6 separate regions of the Mus musculus genome follow, and all the other regions are linked to region 1. The links are chromatin contacts, called in public ChIA-PET, HiChIP or PLAC-seq and promoter capture Hi-C maps. All regions are on one chromosome and are shown on one strand. The core of a region is the stretch at or near the end of the contact, and the rest is flanking DNA. Distances in the headings are between cores, read along the strand shown.

Region 1 (3,568 bases), core at 931-3,430:
CATAGATAGATAGATAGATAGATGATTGATAGATAGGTAGGTAGATAATTGATAGAAGATAGACAGACAGATTGATGGATAAATGATAGATAGGTAATAGATGATTGATAGATGCTGAAGATAGATGATAGAGACAGAAGATATACAGATAGATGATTGATAGATAGAAGATAGATAGATAGATAGATAGATAGATGATAGATAGATAGATAGATAGATAGATAGATAGATAGATAGATAGATAGATAGATAGATAGATGAAGATAGGTATAAACGGCAGAAACAGAAGACCAGGTATTACCTTTGACCAGGCAAAGGTCCACGCTCAGCCTGGGCTCCACCTGACACCTTCCCTTCAGCCTGTAATTGGAGACACCTGCATCTGACTTTGAGCCCCAGTCCCTGTTTAACCACCAGGGCCACAGGCAGGTGACTCCAACCCTTGCCACATCCAAGGGAAGATGAGGATGGTAGCACCAGCCCCTCACCGGTGTGAGGGGGACCTCATCAAAGGGCAGGACCAAGTGCCTGGCCCATGCACTCTCTGCAAAGTGGCACCTGTCGCCTGTAGGCTGTCACCTGCCCCAGTTCCAGATGTTCTGCTCTCCATCCCAGGGCAGCACTCTCAGGGCTAAGGTAATAATTACAGCCCAGGTGCTTTCTCTTTCTTATAAACAGAAGAGAAAGCCCGAGACTTGGAGAGACAGCTCAGAAAGCAGGTTTCTCATCCAGGGCTCTATTTGCTGTGGGCAGAATCCTGGCTAAACCTCAACGGTCTCCATGTCAGGTGCCAAATGTCTTTTCAAATACCCTGTAACTCAGACACTAACATGTCACACTGGCATTCCTGTATTGCCCACGATTATTTAGGTCTTGCATGGTCAAAATAATACTTAAGGACCCGTGCGTAGTGGAGCACACCTGTAATCCCAGCACTTGGGAGGCAAAGGCTAGCAAATTGGAGGCCAGCCTGGGCTAGGCAGCAGATTTAAGGCTAGCCTGGGCAACTAAGAGATTTTTGAGAATTTGCTTTGTATCGCAGAGATTTGGCCAGGGGTTTCATGTCCTCCTACCACATTAAACCCCTTTTAAAATCTACCACGTAGGCAGGAAAATCAGCTCCATTTTACAAATTGAAAAACTAAGGCATTCCCGAGTCCAGGATGCGGGTGCAGAAGACTCTTACCCTACACCCACCTACCAACCCTGTATTTTCCAACTCCCAATTGCAAAAATGTCTTCATAGAAGCCAGTTAAGGAGGTAGGGAAGCTAGTGATTAGTGCTCCTTTCACAGATGGGTAAACTGAGGCTCCAAGAGCCAAAAGAAGCTCCTAAGTCCTTTGCCTTCTCTCCTTGGCACAGCACACGCCCAAACTGCAAAGCCCAGTCTGGAGCAGATCTCCGTGCTTGTTTTATTTTTCATTGTTCTGATTTGATTTTGGTTTTTGAGATAGAGTCTCACTATTGTAGCCCAGATTGTATTAGAAAGTCTCCACAGTCTTCCTGTCTCTCGAGTGCTAGGAAAAGAGGCGTGTGCCATCACGTTCTTTTCTTGGGGTTTCTGACAGTGAGTTGCTGAGGTTGAAAAGCGGCCACCCACTTAACTCGATGTCATCACCGGGGTTGGTACGTGGCCCAAGCTGACAGAGGAAATGGAGCGGGTCCCCTCAGCCTGCGCTGCCCTGCGCGTCACAGTCCACACTCGGAAGTGGGCGGCGAGCAGCCCCACGGGAGGTGCGGGCTGCAGTTCCCACACCTCTCTCAACCTCGCCCCGCGTCCCCGCAGCGTCTGCGCCGGCCACCCGAGGGAGTCCTGGGATCGAGCTGCACTTGGGCGCTGCGGAAACCTTCGCGGCCACCGGGACCTCGCAAGGAAGGAGTGCGGGCGCGCCCTTCGCCGACTGCGCCTCAGGGCGGCCGGACTCTCGGGACGGGGACGCGCTTGGACGGGAGCTGCAGTGGGAGCTGGGGACACGACCGCCCGCACCCTGCACTCCCCGCTCACTGCCTCGATTTCCCTCCCCTGCATCAGGGTGCGCCCGGATCTCGGCAGGCCTCGTTCGCCCTCCTCCAGAACCCCGGGCCCTACCTGCGCCGTGGCTCGGACTGTGGATCGGAGCGCCCCGGGGACCCCCGCCCTGCATCGTGCGGCCGGCTGCGCCCCGGACGGCGGTGACTGTGGTGGTGATGGTGGTAGCGGCGGCCGCGGAGGCGGCGGGAAACGGGCAGGGGGCCGAGCCGAGGGCTGGCTTCTTCCTCCTGCCCAGGACCGCCGCTTCCTCTCCAGCCTCGGCCCCTCGCTAGCGCGCGCGCGCCGCCCCTCGCGGCTCCCAGACCGCAGCGCAGAAAGTTTTGCTTTTCACTTGGAGGAAACCAAGGAGGGGAAGTGTGATGGGGCAGTGTGGCCAGGGACCGAAAGACTGGGCGCTTCCCAGACCCTGGGAGTAAAAGGCGGGGTGGTCAAGAGAGGGACTTCTTCCTACCAAGTCGCGGTGAAGCCGAAGGAAAGTGACAGATGACAGGTCGGGGGGGGTGGGAGCAGCTGTTAAAAATGACTTGAGAATCGAATCTCTGGCAGCACGGGGCTGGCCAGGAGCACGGCACAAGCCTTGGCTTGTGCCAAGCTCCTGGCAGCTGGCTCACCTCCCCCATCCCTTCCCTTTGGCTGCTTCAGCAAAGCACCTGCTACAGGACAGTGGGTACAGGAAGTGCCAGTCAGGGGTTAGGCCCGTCATAACCTCGCCTCTGGACCCCGAGGCAAAAATAAACCTACAAAACTGAACTGCATGGAGTCAGCCGGAGACCTGACTGTGGGTGGAGCATGGGGCAGTGGGAAGAAGCCTGGGAGAGTGCGTGCTGGAAGGGAGGAGCCTGTGGCCCTAGAAAAAAGACCAGGTGCTGGAAAGGTGGGCCAGAGCAGTTGCCTCTTACCAGGAACCTTCGGGTAAGCACGGGCGGATGCGGCTGAAGTTGATAAAGACATGAGCAGAGTCAGGATTTAGTGCAGTGGGTAGGGTAACAGGGTTGAAAAAGGCACTGTGTTGGTATCCTAGTTTGCTTTACCTGTCAGTGTGACATAGCCTAGGGTCCTGTGAGCAGAGAGCTTTAGTCCATGATTACCTAGATCAGATTGGCCCGTATCGCGTCTGTAAGAAAGGTCTGGACAGTTAACTGGCCTTCGAAGGCCCAGCCCACTGTGGGCGGCACCATTACCTAGGTTTCGAACTATCCAAGAAAGCTAAGTGAGCTGAAGCCCATCTACGAGCCAGCTGGCAAACAGCGTCCTCTGTGGTTCCTGCTATACCTGATTGGCAGTGAAGTGAGCTCTCCATTGGAGGTTAATGCTGTGTGCTATAGCAAGCAGGCCTGCCTTAGGTTCCTGCCTTGACTCCCCTCAGTGATGGCCTGCGATCGATCTGAAGTGGTCAGCTAAAACGAATGGAACGCCTCTCCTCCTCAGGAGGCACTCCGTAGTAAATACAGTTGAATTGGCCAGCCTGCCATAAACACTCTCAGGTCTACCTGACTCACTCCCGAGGATAACTAGGCATACCTCTGAATATATAA
Region 2 (3,640 bases), core at 355-2,854, 440 kb before region 1:
TTTTGCCAATGAAAAGCATTAAAATTCAGGCTGCTGCCCGTGTCAGATTTCATACAAAAGACATTTTACAGTCAAACCCGGAAAACGTGGAAATAGAGATTTATAATGGAAATGCTGATTCAATTTAAGCCAAAGCCAGACATTTCATGGGGGAAAATTAGATTAAACAGTAGATGCTTAGAGAGGCCTAAAAGGCATATGCTATGCATGCGTCTCAAGCATTCGGGTACTTTCTGTGGTGAGCAGGAGGCAGCCCCTTGATGTTAGAGCCCTTTATTAAACACTCTTTTATCTGTCTTTGGACTTATCAGACCCCAAAACGAACGGCCTGCAGTCTGGTGATTCTGCTCATTCCTGCAGGATCACAGCGGGTGTTGTGGGTGGAAGTGATTGTGTCCTGTCACGGTGTGCCGTCTTTATGAGGTTAAGGCCATTTAGATGGTGACCATGGGGCTCCCAGTTACCACTGACCACTTACATGTGAGGGCAAGGAACTCCCAGAGAGGCCCTAGGACCTGCTGGCAAGGAGAGAGGCTTCCTGCTGTGGTTAGACACCTTGGGCCTCTACCCTGACCTGAGTGAGGTCAAGGCTGTTCCCAGGTGTGCCCTCCCCTGCCAGGGCTACCTGCCTACCTCACTCTGCTGCAGTCTTCTGGATACACAAACATTCCCGATTTTGACAAAGTCCAATTCCCAATCATTGTCTTGGGTTGACAGTGCTGTTGGTGTTCTATCCAGGAGGCCAATGCCAAGACTGCACTCACACTTCAGCTTCCATGAACTATAGTGTGTGTGTGTGTGTGTGTGTGTGTGTGTGTAGGGCAGAGGTCAACATTACACATCTTTTTCAATCATTCTCCTCCATAATGTTTAAGTCATGATCTCTTACCCATTCAGTGCCACTGGGCCAAGGGATCCTCCTGTCTCCACACCCCCAGTCACCCCTGGTGTAAGTCATGTGCCACATAGAAGCATGGCTTTTATGAGAGTGCTCCGAGGCCTCATGCTTGCAGGACAAGCTCCTTCCCAGCCATCTCCCAGACCTGTTGTCTTCTGTGACTTTTATAGTTTTTGCACTTTTCTATTTAATCTTTTTTTTCCGAGTGATTTTTATATGTGGAGTTAGGTAGGATCCAGTTTCATATTTTGCATAAGCACATCTAGTGTCTTTTGTTGGAAACGTTTCCCCCATTAGATTTTTACCATCCATATTGAAGAAGACTTGATCGTAGGCCTGAGAACAGGCCACAGAGGCAACTTCTGAAAGATTTGCTGTATGTAGGATTTAAATGGTCAGACACGTGGACAAGGATGGGGAGAAGGCCTTGCGGAGTCTTTGGTAGGAAGCATGCAAAATGCCCTGGATGATAACATAAAGTAGCCCGTGTGAACAGAGAGGCGGGAGGCCCAGGCTCTGGCAAGGATTGGGATAGGTACAGTGCTCCGTGCTGGCTGAATCAAGCAGGCTTTATTCTAAGGGAATATGACAGGGTTCAACTAGGTGGCAGCTGAAGCAGGGAGGGAAGGGAAGCATGACTCAGAGGAAGACTGTGTGGTGAGCTTGACGGCTGTGGTTGGATGTGGATTCGATGATCTGTGTGAGAGCTTGCTGGGTGGCAGTGTTGGGCGCAGCCTGAAGAGGCTGGACCGTAAGCATGAGCAGTCACAGTGCAGGTGGGAAGCGTGGAGTGCGGAGCTTTTGGGTTGTGAGTAAAGGCCGACTTGTCAGCGTCAGAGAGTGTGTGGAACCTCCCAGATGCACTCAGAGTTCAGAGAAGGCAGCCAGGGATAGAGAGCTGGACAGAGCATCTGCAGAAGGCCCCCGAAGGAGGAGGAGCCAGCAGGCAATTCAAAGACACAAACAGGGAGTCTGAGTCTGACCCACGTGTCATAATGCTGCTCCCTGCTCTACCCTGGCACCTGGGTCTGCAGCCTCATAGATTTAGATAGATGTAAGCTGATCATGAGTTCCAGCCCAGGGCCAGACACAGTTGTGAGAAGGGACGTAGGGGGTATGGGGCAGCAAGGTGGGGGACAATTTGTGTAACAGTCTGGGGCCCTGCCTGTTCATGTGGAACTAGCTGGTGCATGGTCTGCAATCATCCTAGCATCCCACCTGATAGACCTGTGGTTCAAGTTCCCTTGTTTACTTTGGTCCTCCAAGTCTGTACATCATGGGTTCATATAAGGGGTTCTCTAGGGTTTGAATATTTCAGGGTTCATCATGAAGTCCTGAACTCTGGTGGAAAACATCCTAAGTGTATCTTGGGGCTCTGCTGTCCTGAAGCCCACACTGGGAAAAATCCCCCACCCCACCCCTTCCCCTAGTAACACAAGGCTTGCCTAAGGAACTGTGGAGTTAATGCCAGTGTGATCTTTCTACCAAGGTAGAAGCTATGTGTAGCTTACCCCATATCATAAAACTCCAGAGAGAAGAATCCTGTTTTCTGCATTTTCGTGGCCATGTTAATGTTGCTACCAGATCTGTGTATTGGTTTGGTTTGGTTTAAAGAGTCTCTGAATGAAGCACTTATTTTCCTGCTCAGATTTAACAAAATGTTGTTAAATCTGATTAAACTTGCCTATTTAATAATAGCTGTCTTGGCTACTTTTCTCATTGCTGTGACAAAATGTCTGACAAAGCCAATCTAAGGAAAATTTTAACTCATTGGCCAGTACTGTCCATCATGGTGGGGAGGCAGGCTGTGCTGTGAGGCAGTTGGTCACATTGTGTCTCATTCGTCCAGAAGCAGAGACGTAAATGCTGGTGCTCAGCTCACTTCCTTGTTTTTCTTCAGTTTAGGACCCAGCTCATGGGGCGCTGCTGCCCACATTTCAGGTGGGTCTTCCCTCCTCAGCTAAACCTCTCTGAAAATCCCCTCAGCGGCAGGAGCAGAGGTGTATTTCCTAGGTGATTCCAAGTCCAGTCAGGTGGATATAAAAACCCATTTCTCAGGTCACTACACATCTGCAAGTGCATTGAAAGCTGTTTGATGAACATTTGGTCTTGACTTCCTATGATAGCAGGCTGAGCATACTGGACATCGCATGGCTCAGGTGATAGACCTTCAGAGAAGGCCACAGCCTCGTTCTTGTCCTCTTGGCCACAGGGGCCGGCCGGCCGGGGGTCAAAGTGGGGTACCTTTGTTTCTCCTGCATTTCCCAGCCATGCTCTGATTGGATTCTGCTGTGGAGAATAAGCATTCCCCACACAGTTATCCTTGCATTATCAATGTGCTATATAATTTTAACCACTCTTTTCTATGAATGGGACTCATAATGTGTGCATTTTGTGGGTTTCAACCATTTGCTACAGCTGCAGGCCTGATAAGAGGCTCAATTATAAGCACAGTATTGGTCTTTAAGACTCACGGATGTCTCGTGGAAGATGGGGAAATGTGTCTTACGTACTGACGATTGTGCTAAAGCAGCCAAGTGCTGTGGTTCTGTCTTGTCCCTCTCTGATGAATACCTAGGCTGTGAGCTGAGGGCCAGTCCTTCTCAGGTTCCCAGTCCTTGAGTTTGTCCTTGAGCTGTCTTCCTTTGCCCTCCCTAACTCCTTACTGTAGGTCTCCTGCTCATGCCTGGGAGGCCACACAACTTCCTTTTTTCCTTTTTTTCAAATGCCCACAGAGGGCTG
Region 3 (3,399 bases), core at 25-2,524, 330 kb after region 1:
AGAAGGCTAAGACAGCATGCCATCTTGCCATCTGAAGACTGTTACAATGAGAGGCAGTGACCTCTACCCAAAGAACCTCCTTCTACTACCCTGTGTCCATCCATCCTCACATAGGGAGCACGCTGACTTCCTCCATCAGTGGACCTGATGAATCAGTGAGTCCTTTCCCACCAGAACTCTCTCCACTGCTTCCTCCTGCCTTCACTTAAGAGTATAAAGAGGAAACACACAGAGAGACATTCATTCTCTCCCTCCCTCTCTTTCTGTTCTGGACCTCCTGCCTCCATCTCCCAATTGCAGGGATTACAGGCGTGGTGCTGGAGCCGGAATCTAAGGCTGCCCTACATGGCGAGCAACATCCCCGGCCGTGGTAAATGCTTTCCATTTCGGTTAAATTGTTGTATTATTTACTATTAAATTGACAAGTACCCCGATAAGACACAGTTTTCTTCTAAGAACTCTCTACAGTACCAGACCTCAAATACTGCTTCCATCTCCTCAGGATCAACAAGAGAATGACACGCTTCCTGCTACAATTCCTATTTCCTTAGTGAATCACATCTCTCTCCATCACTCGTTTATTCGCTTGAGACACACACTCTCTCTCTCTCTCTCTCTCTCTCTCTCTCGCGGCAATCGAGGCTGGAGTCCAACTCGTGATTCTCCTCCTGCCTGGCATGCGAGTGGAGTGCTGGAGTCATAGAAATGCGCCACCACTCCTGGGTGCCACAAGTCTTAGAACATCTATGGCCTAGGCAGTCTTCAAGCACATCCTTGCTTTCTCTTTCACACCATCACAAGGACCACTCCTCCCCCACGTGCTCAAGCTCCCAGGCCTCGCCCCGGACCACAGCAAGTTCGGATCCGCCTTCCTAGCCGCGCCCCGCCCCCCGGCGCGCTCACGCAGATGGTTATCTTGAGCACGCCGTGGCTGTAGTCCCGGTACAGCTCCTGAGCCTCTCGGTTGCACTCGATACAACGATACAGGCAAGAGGAAGAAGTCGCCGCTGCGCCTTCCGTGCCTTTCCCGGACCGCGTCCCCCTACGCCCGCCGGTCCCCATGGCCACTCTAGGGCTCCTGCTTCCGGCCGCTGGCGGAAGACGCCTGGACTGGCCTTGGGAGGGGCACCCAAGGGCTTACTGGGACTTGTAGTCCAAGCGCTGAATGAGTGCTTGAGGCTAACAGGGCGAGGACTACAACTCCCAGCGGGTACTGCGGCTGCGCGCCGCGCCCACCTGCCCGCGGCGGGCAGAGCAGGGCCGCGCCTGCGCCGTGCGGGAAGATGGCACCTGCCGGCTGCGGCTGCGGCTGCTCGGGCAGCTTGGGTGCTGCGGTGGTGCGGCCGCTGCTCCTGCTGCTGGGGGCGCTGGCCTGCGCGCGGGCCACCGAGCACTACTCTCCGCTGTCCTTGCTGAAGCAGGAGCTTCAGCACCGGCAGCAGCAGGAGGCCCCGGCGGGCGGCGGCTGTCCGCAGTCGGGGGACTGGGCGGACCAGTACCCGGAGTGCGGTGAGTGGGCCGAGCCGCCCTCTCCCTGGGCCGCCCCTGCCCAGCGTGGAAGCATCTGGGAAGTGGGGGCACCGGGGATGGGCTCAGGTGGGCGGCGGGGATAAGGACCTGCCTGGAGGGTGCCTGCTGGCGTGCACGGGCCAGGAAGTCAGACTTCTTTCTGCTTGCTCCGGTAGGTGATTTGCCCGATCCCCACCTCAGGAATCCAATCTTGAGAGGTGCAAGCAGGTTGGATTTGCGGGGTGACATGAGCACTGACCCGTGCTCCTCAGATGTACCCCCAACGGTAGAGAGAGAGCTTCAGGCCTGATTCCTGCGTGCATTCCAGCTGCTCAGGCTCATTCATTGGTCAGGCTCTGGGCAAAATGCACATGCTCTTTCTGTTTTGAGTTGTACAGTGGGCGTTTTTACCCATCAGTACCCTCTCCACTCTCCCTTCCCCTCAGTGGGTGTCCCTCCGACTTGCCGTGGGGAAGGTCTGGGTCTTCTATACCTAGTAGCAGCTGGCTGATAATGCCTTTTAAAACATCCCACCAATGTTCAGCACCATATGCCTACCCAAACACTACCTAGTTTCTTAGCTGAGATGCAGTCTCAAGATTAGTGCAATCTGACTTCCTTTGAGCACCATCTGACTTCTTGGAATGGCTTTTGGACTTATTTTGTGTCTTGGCTTTGCCTCCCAACACTGTTGCAGCTGATGTGGCCAGCATTCCTTAGTGAATCGAATGACCATTGTTAATGTCACCTCCTGATTCAGGGCAGGGGGTTACCTGTCTGTGAACTTGTCTGTAAATAGGAGACTCCGTTTACTTGACTATGAGGTTTTGTTTTTGAGAAAGGGTCTCTCTGAGCCCAGGCTGGCCTTGAACTTGCATTTACCACGATCCTTCTCTACAAACCCTCCAAGTTGGGCTTACAAGTGTGAGCTTCCATGCTCAACTTTACAGACAGATTTTGTCTTAACCACCAAAGGCTCTTAGTAGGAAATGCCTCTCTTCTGTTTGTCCCAATCCTGGACGATTACATGGAAGTTGGACTCTGTGACGCTTACCTCAGGCACCTGTCCTAGACTGTGGGGACAAATTCAGGACAGGCAAGTAAGCGTGTCATAGCCGAGGGGCTATTCTCATCAGTATTTACAGCCCCCATACCACCAACACAATGGTCTGCTCTAGATATCCAGAACCTCTCAGGTCTCACAAATCAGACAGGTCTGACCTCACCACGAGGGCACCTTTGGAATACCGTGGTCACTTTCTTACCTGCCCACGTCAAGCCAGACTCTAGACTTGGGGCAAAGAGCTGCAGCGTTATTCTCAGGTGCCAGTTGCTGAGGGGTAGATGCCTGCTTGGGTCTCAGTGTGCAGCTTACTTGCTCAGGCTCAGTCTCACACTGCAGCACCCCCTATGGTGGAGGAGAAAATGGTTCCAGTGAGAGCAAGTGGATCAGGCTGGAGGTGTCCGTCAGCAATGGCTGGCCCTGCTGGTCCCGGGTAAAGTGAACCTGGCCAACCTGCAAGGATGCTATGTGTCTCTGCAATGTTTTCGATCCTATTTTCCCATGAGAAGGTTTTTTTGTTTTTGTTTTTGTTTTGTTTTGTTTTTTTTTAAATATGATTTACTTATAGTTTTGTCTTTGTGGAGGGCGGTAGGTGTGTGCAGGTGGCCATAGAGGCCCGCAGAGGCCAAAGCGGGCATCTGATCACCTGAAGCTGGAGTTACAGGTGATTGTGAGTGCTAGGAACCAAACTTGGGTCTTAACCCCTGGGCCTGCTTCAGACCTGAGAGAATAATCCTACTCTTTTAGGAGAAGAAACTACCTGCTATATTATTTGTTCTTGCTTTCCTCTTTTTCTTTTTCTTTTTCTTTTTCTTTTTCTTTTTCTT
Region 4 (3,212 bases), core at 561-3,060, 470 kb before region 1:
AGGATTCTGAGGGGAGAGATGTGACTCTTTTGCTGATTGCTAGAGCTTCTAAGGTCTGCGCAGAAATGAACAGGGCGTGCTTGACTTAGACTGACCTCAGTATATTGACAAGGAACTTTGGTTTTATTTGTTTTCATTTTGTGTGTATGTACATGTCTATGTTCTTAACATGCAGATGTATGGAAGCATAGGTCAGCCTTTGGTGTCTTTTCTTAAGTTCCGTTCATTTCATTTTATGAAACAAGGTCTCCCACTAGCCTGGGGTCCAACAATCCAGCTGGGCTGTCTGGATAGTGTGCCCCAGTGACCGTACCTGTCTCTTTGTCTCTAAATCCCAGCACTGTGTTTGTAGGAGCACACCATCATGCTTGACTTTTCTTCCTGAGTTCTGGGGATCGAACTCAGGACCTCAAGCTTACATGGCAAGCACTCTACACAGCCCCAAGAATTTTACTGTTAAAGAAAAAAACCAAACCAAACCAAACCAAACCATAGCCTTGCTTAGATGCTGGATTTCCCTGCATACCAGCAGGTTGTCTTCTCACCGTTGGCGGGAGAGCTACAAGGAATAACTGTGTGTTGGTGCTGGCTGCACTTCCTCAGAACCGCACTTCCTCAGGAAGCCTGCGGGTAGGAACAAGGTGTGGGGAGGGGCATGTCTGCATGGCTTGTTTCTGTGCAGAGCATCTTGTGAGGTGTCCCCAGCACAGACCTAGGAATGCGGATCTTCCTGTCCCTTCCCTTGCATTCCAGTACATAACAGTTGCTGGGGAAGACCCAGTTTTAGGTGCTCCCCTCCCCCACTTCCCAGCCCAGACAGAGCCCTTACCTCATTAAGCCACCTGTGAAGGAGGAAGTGTGGCCAGGCTCCAGAGTCCTCATTGATGCTACTCAGAGAATCTGTGGCTTCCTTTCCTGGCCATAAACAAAAGCAGCTGAAAGAATGGGCTTTGCTTCTCATGGGATGCTTGCTATGTCAGGGGAAGGAAAGGCGCTTTCTCATAATGTTCATCTTGTAGGGGCCTCACCATAAAATACAGACAGTAACCCAGAAGTGCCGTGTGAAGCTGACTATTAGCAGCAGACTTTTCGAGTTTGTGTTGGGGTCTCATAATACATGCACACGAGGACACATGAGGACAGAACCCTCCTTACAGGAAAATTGGAATATTGATCTCTGAAAACAGCGATGCTTCAGAAATGCCTCTCTCTTAAGGTCTGGAAGGTCATACTGTGTTCGCAAGAGATACTTGTTATTCGCAGTGCAGTCATGTCTCCCGCATAGGTCTCCCTGGTGACGGCTCCATGTGTCCTCTTGCACAGCCTCAGTGGCAGAGAACATCACAACGCAGTGTGCTCTTGTCCTACTACAATGGCTAGAAGCTAGGGGCTGCCTGTGGGAACTGGTGGCTGTGATAGGTGGACAGACAGGCCAGGGAACACTTGGATAGGAAATCTTTCACAAATATTCTGGTGTTGGGGGTCATTATATTGTAACATAAGCCGTTAGGCATTATCAAGTAAATTCATATATTTATGTAGCCGTTCTGTCTGTCTGTCTGTCTGTGGTTTTCCATAAGACTAGAATTCTGAACCTGCTAAAGCAACCTCCTTATCTTCCTCCCTCTGAACCTATCTATTCTGCTTCTGCTTTGAGTCTTCACTATTCCTGGAACCCCATGGAAGAGAAATGGTCTGTCTCAGCCTTTGTCCCTTTGTGACTCATGTATCTCACTTAGTGGCCCTGGAGCTTCAGTCATAATGCATCAGACGTCAGAATTCCCTTCCTCCTTAAGGCTGAATAACATTCCATTGTGTGAATGGGTCACACTGTTTATTCACCCATCAAAGGACACTTGGGTCAGTTGGAACGAGAGCTGTTGTCAGAGTGGCTAGACACTGCTAGAGCAGTGTTTTTTCAACCTGTGGGTCACGTCCCGTCTGGGGTCGCCTAAGACCGGGAAAAACACAGATATTTGCATTACAATTCATAACAGTAGCAAATTTTCATGAATTATGAAGTAGCAATAAAAATAATTTTTATGGTCACCACAATAGGAGGGACTGTATCATAGGTGGCAGCATTAGGAAGGTTGAGAACCACTGCTCTAGAGCCACTGTAAGTTCTTTGGATGCAAATCCTGGATCCCATGGCAAGGCTGAGGGACCTGCTGCCTGTGCCTCTGATTCTGAGCCTCAGAACAAGAACGATTGCTCATTGAAGGAGAAACCCAGCTGCTCCGAGGGGCTTCAGTGACTTCTCATCAGCTGCTTTGCGCTTCCTAAAGATGGAGGCAGACTGAGGAAGGTCGGTTTTCTAAAGCAGAGGCCAGTGACAGCCTTCTGCATAAGTGATAAGCTTGTCTTCATGTCGTAGTGGAGTGGTTCATGAAGGTACCGCGTCAGCACGGCCGCTTCTGAGCAGGTCGGTGGGGATCCTCCTTACTGCGGGCTGCCTCATCTTGCTGGAAGCCTGCTCGTGCTCCTGGGTTCCTTCTGGTCAGTATTCCCTCCTTGCTGCATCTTGGCTCCTTGCGCTATCATACAGGAGTGTGGATTTTAGGAAGCTTTAGTTTGCAGTTCTTATAGCTACTGCTCTGAAATATAAGTTGTGGATGGAGAAGCTTGTGATCTGAGGAGCAGTCTGACTTCAATTCATATTCATTCATAGTCTTCCACCGCCCCCACCTCCTGTCTCCACCCCTTGAGTGCTGAATTCCAGGTGCACTGCTTCCCGAGGTTCAGAACAGAACCCGGGCTTTATCCGTGCTAGGCAAGCACTCTTCCAGCAGAACTGCAGCCTGGGCCAAGAACCAAGAAGGAAGTGCTTCCCTGAGCACCAGGTTCCTCGTCCAGGGAAGCAGGGTGGCCTGTGGACTCTGCCACTCCCTTCTTTCCTTCCCTTTCCTTTTACCGTAGGTAGGTGTGAGTTTGTAAACAGTATCGGAACTGTCACCAGATGCAGTTGTGATTTAACAGGGTAATCTGAAACACCCTTCTCCTTCTGGTCTTGGTGTTGCCTCCACAACACTGAGAAGTGACTGTGATCATAAAGGCTGCTGGGGGATGTGGTTGATTCGTGTTGCTGTTTCCTGTGGTAGAATTAGAACTCAGGCGTTTTAAGAGTATTTATTAAGGCTGGAGAAATGGGTCAGTGATAAGGGTCCAGGTTCTAAATGAATGAGTGAAAGAGAAAGAGAGAGAGAGAGAGA
Region 5 (3,358 bases), core at 326-2,825, 260 kb after region 1:
GAGCTGGCAGGTGGCGCAATAGAGCACGTCGCATTGCTCGCAGAGAGTGGCTGCCGGCTCCGGTGGGGTGCGGTCGCACAGCTGGCAGATGGCCACCGCCGGGGCTGCAGCCGCCCCCGGAACAACCCCACGGCCCTGCTGGTACCGCTGCACAATGCCCTCCAGTAGCCGGTTGCGCTGGAAGCCTCGCAGGCCGCGGTGATCCAAGGAGGCGCTGCGGTGGCACTGCGGGCAGGTGATGGAGCTGGAGGACGAGCAGAGCGAGGAGCAGGCGGCGCCTCGGGCCGCGGCGGCCGAAGAGCCCGGGGGCGCAGGCACCATGGGCAGCACGCGGACTCCATTGGGGGACTTGAGGCTGGGGGTGTAGGAGCCATAGCCGCTGTCAGTCTCGCTGTACAAGCTCAGCTTGTCCGCGTGGTCTCCGCCACCGGTCGCCCCGCCGCCTAGGCCTCCGGCTGTGTTAGCTCCCGCGCCTCCGCTGGTCGCGCCGGCGGCTGCGTCCTGATCCGGAGGGGTTGCGGCGGCGGCGGCACCTCGCGAAAGAAGGAGCGGCGGGGGCAGGTGCTGCTCGCCGTCCGGGGTCTGAACCGCGATAGTGCGGGCGCACGGCAAGCAGACATTGTGAGAGCAGGGCAGGATGATGGGTTCCCGGAACAGGGATCCGCACACTGGGCACTTCAGCTCCTCCTCCATCGCCGCGCCCGCGGCCAGAGCCGCTCGGGACCAGCCAAGAATGGTCAAGGCTCCGAAGACAAGCGCAGCTGGGCTGGCGATGTCAGCGCTCTTGAGTCAGGAGGCGGGGGTATTTCACGGGCATGCTGTCTTCACCCGAGGGTGGCACGCCCCCTCTCTGTCCTCAGGCCACCGCCCTAAGACGCTTGGCCGCCAGAGAAAGGAGGGGTCCTCACCTCCTGAAGGCGAGGCTCCCTCACCGGAGGCAGCCGTCTGAAGGTGGCGGGGAGCCCTCGCGGTGGCCTCCGAGGTTGTCCAGGTGTTGAATAGGCAGCAGTAGCGCCGTCCGGGGTACCTCGTGCCTCCACTCCACGAAGGACCAGTGACCCGCTGCTGTGAGCCAGCAAGGCTACTGAGCCCGACTCCGCAGCGCCGCTGCCCCGAGTCTTCTTTCTGCGAGCGCCCCGCCCCTACCCAGCTCTTGGCCAGTGCCCGAGTGGCGGGGCCAGGGCTGGTTCAGCACCACCAGACGGCGGACAGCGCCCGCGAGAGGATGGGCCCGGAGTCCGCGCCCGTCCCCCCTCCCGCGCGCATCCTCCGCCAGGCTGCTGTGCAGCCGCGGCCACCTCGGCATCCCCCGGCCCGGAGACCGTCGCCGTACCGCTGCTCGGGCCGCTGCTCTCTGAGCTGCCTCCTCGTAGGCCGGTATTGAGCAGCGTCCCAGGCTGGCCTCGCCGGCTCCGGTTCCTGCAGCGCCCCTGACCTTGGCCGCGCCACGCTGCAGCGGCGGGTGGGGGGCGAGCACCCGCTGGCTCGGGAATCCCCCTCCCGGCCCCACCGCCTCCCGCGCCCGCCCGCCCGCCGTGCCGCGCGCCCAGGAGTTGTAATTTCCAGAGCGAGAGTAACGGGGCGGGGGGCGGGGAGCCAGGCGTCAGCTCAGCGAATGAGGGCTCGCCTCTCGCGGCTGGCAGTCAGGGGCGGGTCGGAGGGCTTCGTGGGGAGGATCATTGTGGAGAACTGCTCCGTTACGGATGGAGACTGCACGGTGAATTAGCACGGCGCCCCGCCCAGCTTGCCAGAGCAACCCTGGCCAGCTCCCGCCCTGCCCACTCCTCGCCACCATGAAAGCGTAAACAGCGGTCCCTAAAAGGCCAGTCGCTTGAAAAAGGCCTCGCAACACAGCGCGACAGTCGGTTCCTAAATCTATTTCCTCCCCGCAAAAAGCTTTCAAGGCACAAAATGTCGGACAGCCTCGCGCCAAAGGGCGAGGTTTGATTTATGCATCTTTTTACAAGCCTTTTTTTTTTTTTTTTTTTGTCTCCTTGGTTCTACTGGGGCTAGTCGTGGAAGATGAGGGCCGGAGGACTTGGCGAGGACACGGTGAAGGTTGCCAAATACAACCTCCCCAGGCTGCTCGCGAGTGCGGAGAGGCGGGAGGCAGCGAGCAGGTGTTCTCTTTATGAATGGGAGCTTCCTGCAACGTCGCCGCCCGCGCGCCTGGCTGCCGTCTGCCCGCTGTTCTGCGCTGGGTAGTGCCGGCTGCCCAGAGAAAGGAAGTACGCGCTGGGCATAGAGCTAAGGGCGAGCCCTGGAAGGGAAGAGCGCGTGGAGCGAAATGCGCACCACGCGGCCCTCTCTTCCTGTGCGATTCAAGCTGGCTTGGAACAGACAAGGAAATTGTCGATTTAGAAAGGATGTGTCAGTCAGCGTGCTGGCTCGTGCTTGTAATTCTAGCACTTGGGAGGCCTAGGCAGAAGGATTGCTATGAGTTCAAGGCCAGCTTGGGCTACATAGTAATTTCCAAGCTAGTCTGGGTGTTACATAGTAAGACTCTGCTGAACTGAAACAAACAAAAAAAAAAAAACAGCAACCGTGGCGCAGACTCCTGCTGAAGGAATGCAGGGCCCCAGCCACTGTCAGCATTTGGAAAGATAGCAGGAGGAGAGAAATGAAGCCACAGACTAATGAGGCAGCTGCCTTGGCCTGGCTCTGTGCCTAAGGGATAGAACCTCTGGTGGAAGGGAGGTCACCAGGAAAGCCATTGCAAAGCACCCCAGTGAAGCCCATATCTTTACAGGACTTCCGGGGTCCTGCAGCTTGCTTCCACCTGTCCAGTCTGGAAAATACTATAACAATATATATATGTGTCCGTGCCAAATTGTTACAGTAAATGCTCTGGACTACTTTCTATGCATCTCAGTTCAGCTGAATGGCTTACAGAAGTCTGGCTCCATGTTTAAGGGTAGGCTCCTGCTAAACCGGACATCCCAATTAGCCCTGCTTCAGGAAGCAGTGCTGCACGGTGGGGGTGGGGGTGGGTATGGAGGCGGCAACTGTCCTAATCCACTCTCTGTAGATGAAGCTTCAGTCACCTGGTCCTGCCAGCAATACACTGAAAAAAAGAAATTCTTCAGAAAGTCACTATTGATCCTAAGGTCTAGGAGAGTCACAACTTGGGTTATTGAAAGCTCTTCAAGAAGCTGGAAGGTGGTGGTGCACGCCTTTAATCCAAGCACTCAGGAGTCAGAGGCAGGTGAATCTCTGAGTTAGAGGCCAGCCTGGTCTACAGAGCGAGTTCCAGGAGAACCAGGGTATACAGAGAAACCCTGTATCAATAAGTAAGTAAGTAAATAAATAAATAAATAAATAAATCCTTTCTGCTGAACCCAGCTACCCAGCTCAGTCT
Region 6 (3,656 bases), core at 516-3,015, 410 kb before region 1:
AATACAGATGTGTGCCTCCTCTGTCAGCAAGGGTCAGGTCTTCAGTTTCTCCTGGAGACAAGACAACTGCAGAGATGAGTGAAAACGTTTCCAGACCTGATATAGGTTTGGTCTGCTGTTGCTCTGTAAGAAACTCTAGAAGCTTTTAAGAACGTTAGATAATAAAAATAGTAACATTCTCATTATGCCTGGTATTTTGAGCACATGATTTCAAAGAATAGAATTTCCTAAGGAATATTGAATTGTTTTTCAGCTAAAACAAATAAACAAAACTACAGAGTGGATGTTTTTGCTGCTGTCTTTTCCTCAAGAGCATGTTTTTCCTCCAAAGAGGCTTTCTTATCTGCCTGGATCTGCCTATAATTAATTCTTTGTTTTAAGTGCAATTGAAAATAGCCAGGATATTTATTCAGAGACTTCGCCTTTGTTGATGCCCTTCCCAGAGCACACAGTCTTCTCCTTACATTGCTCAGCTGCCCTCTCTCTGTTCTCACCTCTGGGGAAGGAACCAACCCAGCACACATCAAGCAGGACTCTCCATTGAGCTTTTTTAAAGTTAGTGTTTTCATTCTTCCTGATTCACTTTCACTTCTGATGGGGATGGGCCCTGAGAATGGTATGTGCTGTAGTCAGAAGTCCTCTGCCTGCAGCCCTGTCACACCAGCTCTTAGCTATGCAGGAAGTGCTGCTCTGGGTGTCCCAGCCATGCCCCAGTACAGTCAGGCCCTGTAGTACTCTGTTATGTTAGAAAGAGGGAGTTCATGTATGTGTCTCACACATGCTCCTGTGTGCATGTTGCTAGAGGCCTCAGGAATGCTAGGCAAGTACCAAGCTGCTTTCCCAGCTTACGTATGCATGCACATGCACACCAATAAATAATAAACCTTTTAAATAAAACTGAAAACTCTCTTTAAGGGCAGCTTACATTGGTTTCATGGTCCTATAGTTAAGGATACAGGATTTGCCTGAGGCTCTGACATCACATTTGATTTGTGGTGTGGAAAATTACCTCCATCTTCTTTCATAAATTGGCTCTTAGAGCCTGTCAGGAAGGAAAGGAGTTAAATGAGCAGTTATGTGCATGTGCACACATCTGTGTGATTTTTTACTATGTAGTGGGCCTCTGTGCAAGTTCTATGAGGGTGACAGACACGGCAAAACTAGCTAATTATAAGGAATCTTACCTCAGTGCTGTGCCTCTCTGAATGAGAAAGTGCCTCATTCATTCATAGATAGATAGATAGGTTGATTGATAGATAGATAGATTAGCTCAGTAATACTCTTACAGGATATCAGTGAGAAATAATTTGAGAACCCATCTGCTTCCTCCTGCAGCCTGAGGGGCCTTCAGGTTAATGGGCACTTCTGGCTGTCCTCAGGTCAGTGATGCCTGCCTGGTTCCACCCTTCACTACAGAGTTGACTGAAGTCTTGTGTGGAGCTGGTGTGTTTGTGTGAATCAAAAGCCACGCCTGCTCTGAAGTCATTTCTGAGCCTCAAGGACAGTCCAGCTGCCTGCCTCCACCCTGCTCCCAGTTGAAAGAAACCAGGGCCACTTTTGGTTTCTTGATGGAGTTGGTGGGGGAAGCTCATTAAGGAATCTCCTGCTGGGCCAGGACCCTTGAGTAAATTCTAGCCCATCTCGGGAGCGACCCGGAGCACCGGGGATGACTCTTCAAATGGAAATGAGCTGAGGAATGGGCTCATTCTGGCTACTGGGCCGGAAGTGCTGCCACTCCCTGGGCTGCCTGATTAAGGTCTTTCTGACTGAGATTACTAAGTAGGTGCAGGGCTTGCCAGGAAGTATGCAGACCTGAGTTTAGATCCCTAGGCCCACAGGAGAGCAGCCCTGGGAGGTTGGAAGCCCAGCGTTCCTCTGGCAAGACGGGAGGCAGAGCTAGGAAGCCCCAGAAGTTCAGGGCCTGCCAGTCTGCTGTGCATCAGCGACCCCCGTTTCAAGGTGGACCGTGAGAATAGACACCCAGGGTTGTCCTGTGACTTTCATATGGGCACCGTGGCCCACATGCATCCACCCACCCACATTTACACACACAAAGTTGTTGGGTTTTGGTTTTGTTCTATTTAAAGATCTTTTTCTGTTTTTCAAAGATCAGGCCCCACCCCTAACCCTCGCATTCAGTCAGTGACATTTTAGGGGAAAGGCATCCTTCAAAGGCCGCTGTCTGAGAAGTAATGACTCTCCAGAGCCATGCATGACTTGCCACACATTGCGAATTTAGTAAATATGTCCAATAAAAATGGAAATGAAACTCCAGGCTGTACATCTGGCTCCTGTGATTCTTTGTGCTTTGTTGACAAGGGTCCACATTTCCATGTGACACAGGGCAGCAGAGATTTCCATGGGTTATCTAGAGCCAAACTGATTGTTCTCACAGTGTTCTATAAAATTAAAGCTTCGTGCACCATGCCTTTGTCTGTCGCCTGACTCCCTGAAGTACAGGAAGAGGGAAGAATGGGAAATGAGAAACAGGAAGAAAATTCTGTTTTAACAGCTTGTGTGTGTGTGTGTGTGTGTGTGTGTGTGTGTGCGCGCACACACACACACACACACACACACACACACACGAGAGAGAGAGAAAGAGAGAGAGAGAGAGAGAGAGGACTCAAATGAGATTTTAGATTACAGTTCTAATTTGTTTTATTTGTATAGATAGTAAAATGGCTATTGTATCTATTCCTGTCTTACCAACCCTCTAATGAGTCCTGGTGTGAAATGTTGAAACTGTTCAGGACTTGAAGCTCTAGCGGCCACCCAGCCACCTGACACATGCTCAGTCCTGCCATGCCTGCCATGCCTGCCAGTGCAGTGATTACCTGCGCTCTAAGCGTGGTAAGCCCATAATCCCAGAGCCATTGCCGGGTTGCGTGTTTTCATCACTCTCTCATTCTCTTTCTCTGGCATCCATTTGTTTATTCCTTAATTCTCTGTTCACTTGTCCATCCATGCAGTTGTCTGTTGGTTGGTTCAATTCATTCCACTAGAATTCCCAACAACTCAATGGCAGAAATTGCCAATCACTTGCATTGTTGACAAGTCAGCCTCGTCTCCACTCTGTTGGGTCCCTTTAGTCTGCCCGGTGTTATTACACAGTTTTTCTTGTGAGTGATTTGTTAACTGAAGCAGTACCCCTTTCCCTGATAACAAAGATTGTGCAGCAGTTTGTAAGACCATCACCCTCCTGTTGGCCAGTTCCATCTTACAGTTTACATAGATGCTGTTACTGCTCGATAACAGGAGTGCAGGGGCAACATGGCAGCCATCCCATGCCAGCCAGGTTGGTTACCTGTGGCCTAGATGGTGGACAACTAGGTGTGGCCTTCTTAGATAACCTTTCGTTATCTGTAGATACCAGGAACCGTTGTATCACATACAAGTGTTACAATGCAGAAAACATTTTTTTCTGCTCTTGAGTTTTCTGAGAAAACTCTGAGAAATGGTGACTTCCTTGGTCCCTCACAACCGCACATGACACACAGAATATGTGATATGTGCTGCATGAGGTGAGGCACTGGGTTCCCAGGAGCACCTGTGAACAATTAACTAAGTGGTGACAATACCCATGTGGTCAGGTGTCACCATCAAATATCTGATCATAGGCTACAGCTACTACAGCTCAACACAGTTGTTCAATTCAT

The links. Promoter capture Hi-C pulls out the DNA fragments that hold promoters and counts their contacts. ChIA-PET counts read pairs in DNA pulled down with a chosen protein or histone mark. HiChIP or PLAC-seq counts read pairs in DNA pulled down with a chosen protein or histone mark.
Region 2: a contact with region 1 is called in an H3K4me3 HiChIP or PLAC-seq map of bone marrow-derived macrophages, with 4 times the contacts expected there. The contact joins the enhancer-like site here to the promoter of Disc1 in region 1. A contact is called at or near these places in 5 of 39 promoter capture datasets (the 3T3-L1 cell line, liver and pre-B cells) and 4 of 115 datasets of contacts at active chromatin or transcription factors (bone marrow-derived macrophages, embryonic basal ganglia, embryonic forebrain and 1 more).
Region 3: a contact with region 1 is called in an RNA polymerase II ChIA-PET map of memory CD8 T cells, with 12 read pairs. The contact joins the promoter of Ttc13 here to the promoter of Disc1 in region 1. A contact is called at or near these places in 1 of 39 promoter capture datasets (the 3T3-L1 cell line), 1 of 115 datasets of contacts at active chromatin or transcription factors (memory CD8 T cells) and 1 of 9 other capture datasets (adipose tissue).
Region 4: a promoter capture Hi-C map of hippocampal neurons shows a contact between it and region 1, with 4 times the contacts expected there. The contact joins the promoter of 4930566D17Rik here to the promoter of Disc1 in region 1. A contact is called at or near these places in 3 of 39 promoter capture datasets (the 3T3-L1 cell line, hippocampal neurons and pre-B cells), 1 of 484 Hi-C or Micro-C datasets (the HL-1 cell line), 6 of 115 datasets of contacts at active chromatin or transcription factors (astrocytes, cardiomyocytes, embryonic basal ganglia and 3 more) and 1 of 9 other capture datasets (macrophages).
Region 5: an H3K4me3 HiChIP or PLAC-seq map of embryonic stem cells shows a contact between it and region 1, with 29 read pairs. The contact joins the promoter of Trim67 here to the promoter of Disc1 in region 1. A contact is called at or near these places in 2 of 484 Hi-C or Micro-C datasets (the N1E-115 cell line and embryonic stem cells) and 2 of 115 datasets of contacts at active chromatin or transcription factors (both in embryonic stem cells).
Region 6: a promoter capture Hi-C map of stem cell-derived epiblast-like cells shows a contact between it and region 1, with 2.1 times the contacts expected there. The contact joins the enhancer-like site here to the promoter of Disc1 in region 1. A contact is called at or near these places in 6 of 39 promoter capture datasets (the 3T3-L1 cell line, cranial neural crest, hippocampal neurons and 3 more), 2 of 484 Hi-C or Micro-C datasets (the HL-1 cell line and cerebellar granule neurons) and 3 of 115 datasets of contacts at active chromatin or transcription factors (bone marrow-derived macrophages, memory CD8 T cells and microglia).

Annotation. Positions count from the first base shown.
Region 1 is chr8:125,052,807-125,056,374 of GRCm38.p6, reverse strand. It overlaps Disc1 (disrupted in schizophrenia 1), which reads right to left and starts at 2,180. Exons shown (of 13, transcript NM_174854.2): 1 at 2,091-2,180. The coding sequence starts at 2,145.
Region 2 is chr8:125,496,660-125,500,299 of GRCm38.p6, reverse strand. The region is part of intron 2 of Sipa1l2 (signal-induced proliferation-associated 1 like 2); the gene reads left to right. Among named protein-coding and RNA genes, the nearest start is that of 4930566D17Rik, 24 kb to the left of the region's middle. Within about 2 kb of position 1,604, at least 59 of the 459 cell types and tissues checked have an H3K27ac peak or open chromatin away from gene starts, as enhancers often do. A contact at or near this core is called in bone marrow-derived macrophages, where this site is marked.
Region 3 is chr8:124,719,847-124,723,245 of GRCm38.p6, reverse strand. It overlaps Ttc13 (tetratricopeptide repeat domain 13), which reads left to right and starts at 1,274. Exons shown (of 23, transcript NM_001373939.1): 1 at 1,274-1,509. The coding sequence starts at 1,284. It overlaps Arv1 (ARV1 homolog, fatty acid homeostasis modulator), which reads right to left and starts at 1,080. Exons shown (of 6, transcript NM_001368372.1): 1 at 904-1,080. The coding sequence starts at 1,062.
Region 4 is chr8:125,520,930-125,524,141 of GRCm38.p6, reverse strand. It overlaps 4930566D17Rik (a long non-coding RNA gene), which reads right to left and starts at 1,810. Exons shown (of 3, transcript XR_003947612.1): 1 at 830-1,810. All of the region lies in intron 1 of Sipa1l2 (signal-induced proliferation-associated 1 like 2), which reads left to right.
Region 5 is chr8:124,791,236-124,794,593 of GRCm38.p6, reverse strand. It overlaps Trim67 (tripartite motif-containing 67), which reads right to left and starts at 1,575. Exons shown (of 10, transcript NM_198632.2): 1 at 1-1,575. The coding sequence starts at 693. Gm46059 (a long non-coding RNA gene) reads left to right here and starts at 2,207. Exons shown (of 3, transcript XR_001778718.2): 1 at 2,207-3,290.
Region 6 is chr8:125,458,705-125,462,360 of GRCm38.p6, reverse strand. All of the region lies in intron 10 of Sipa1l2 (signal-induced proliferation-associated 1 like 2), which reads left to right. Among named protein-coding and RNA genes, the nearest start is that of 4930566D17Rik, 62 kb to the left of the region's middle. Within about 2 kb of position 1,765, at least 94 of the 459 cell types and tissues checked have an H3K27ac peak or open chromatin away from gene starts, as enhancers often do. A contact at or near this core is called in bone marrow-derived macrophages, memory CD8 T cells and stem cell-derived epiblast-like cells, where this site is marked.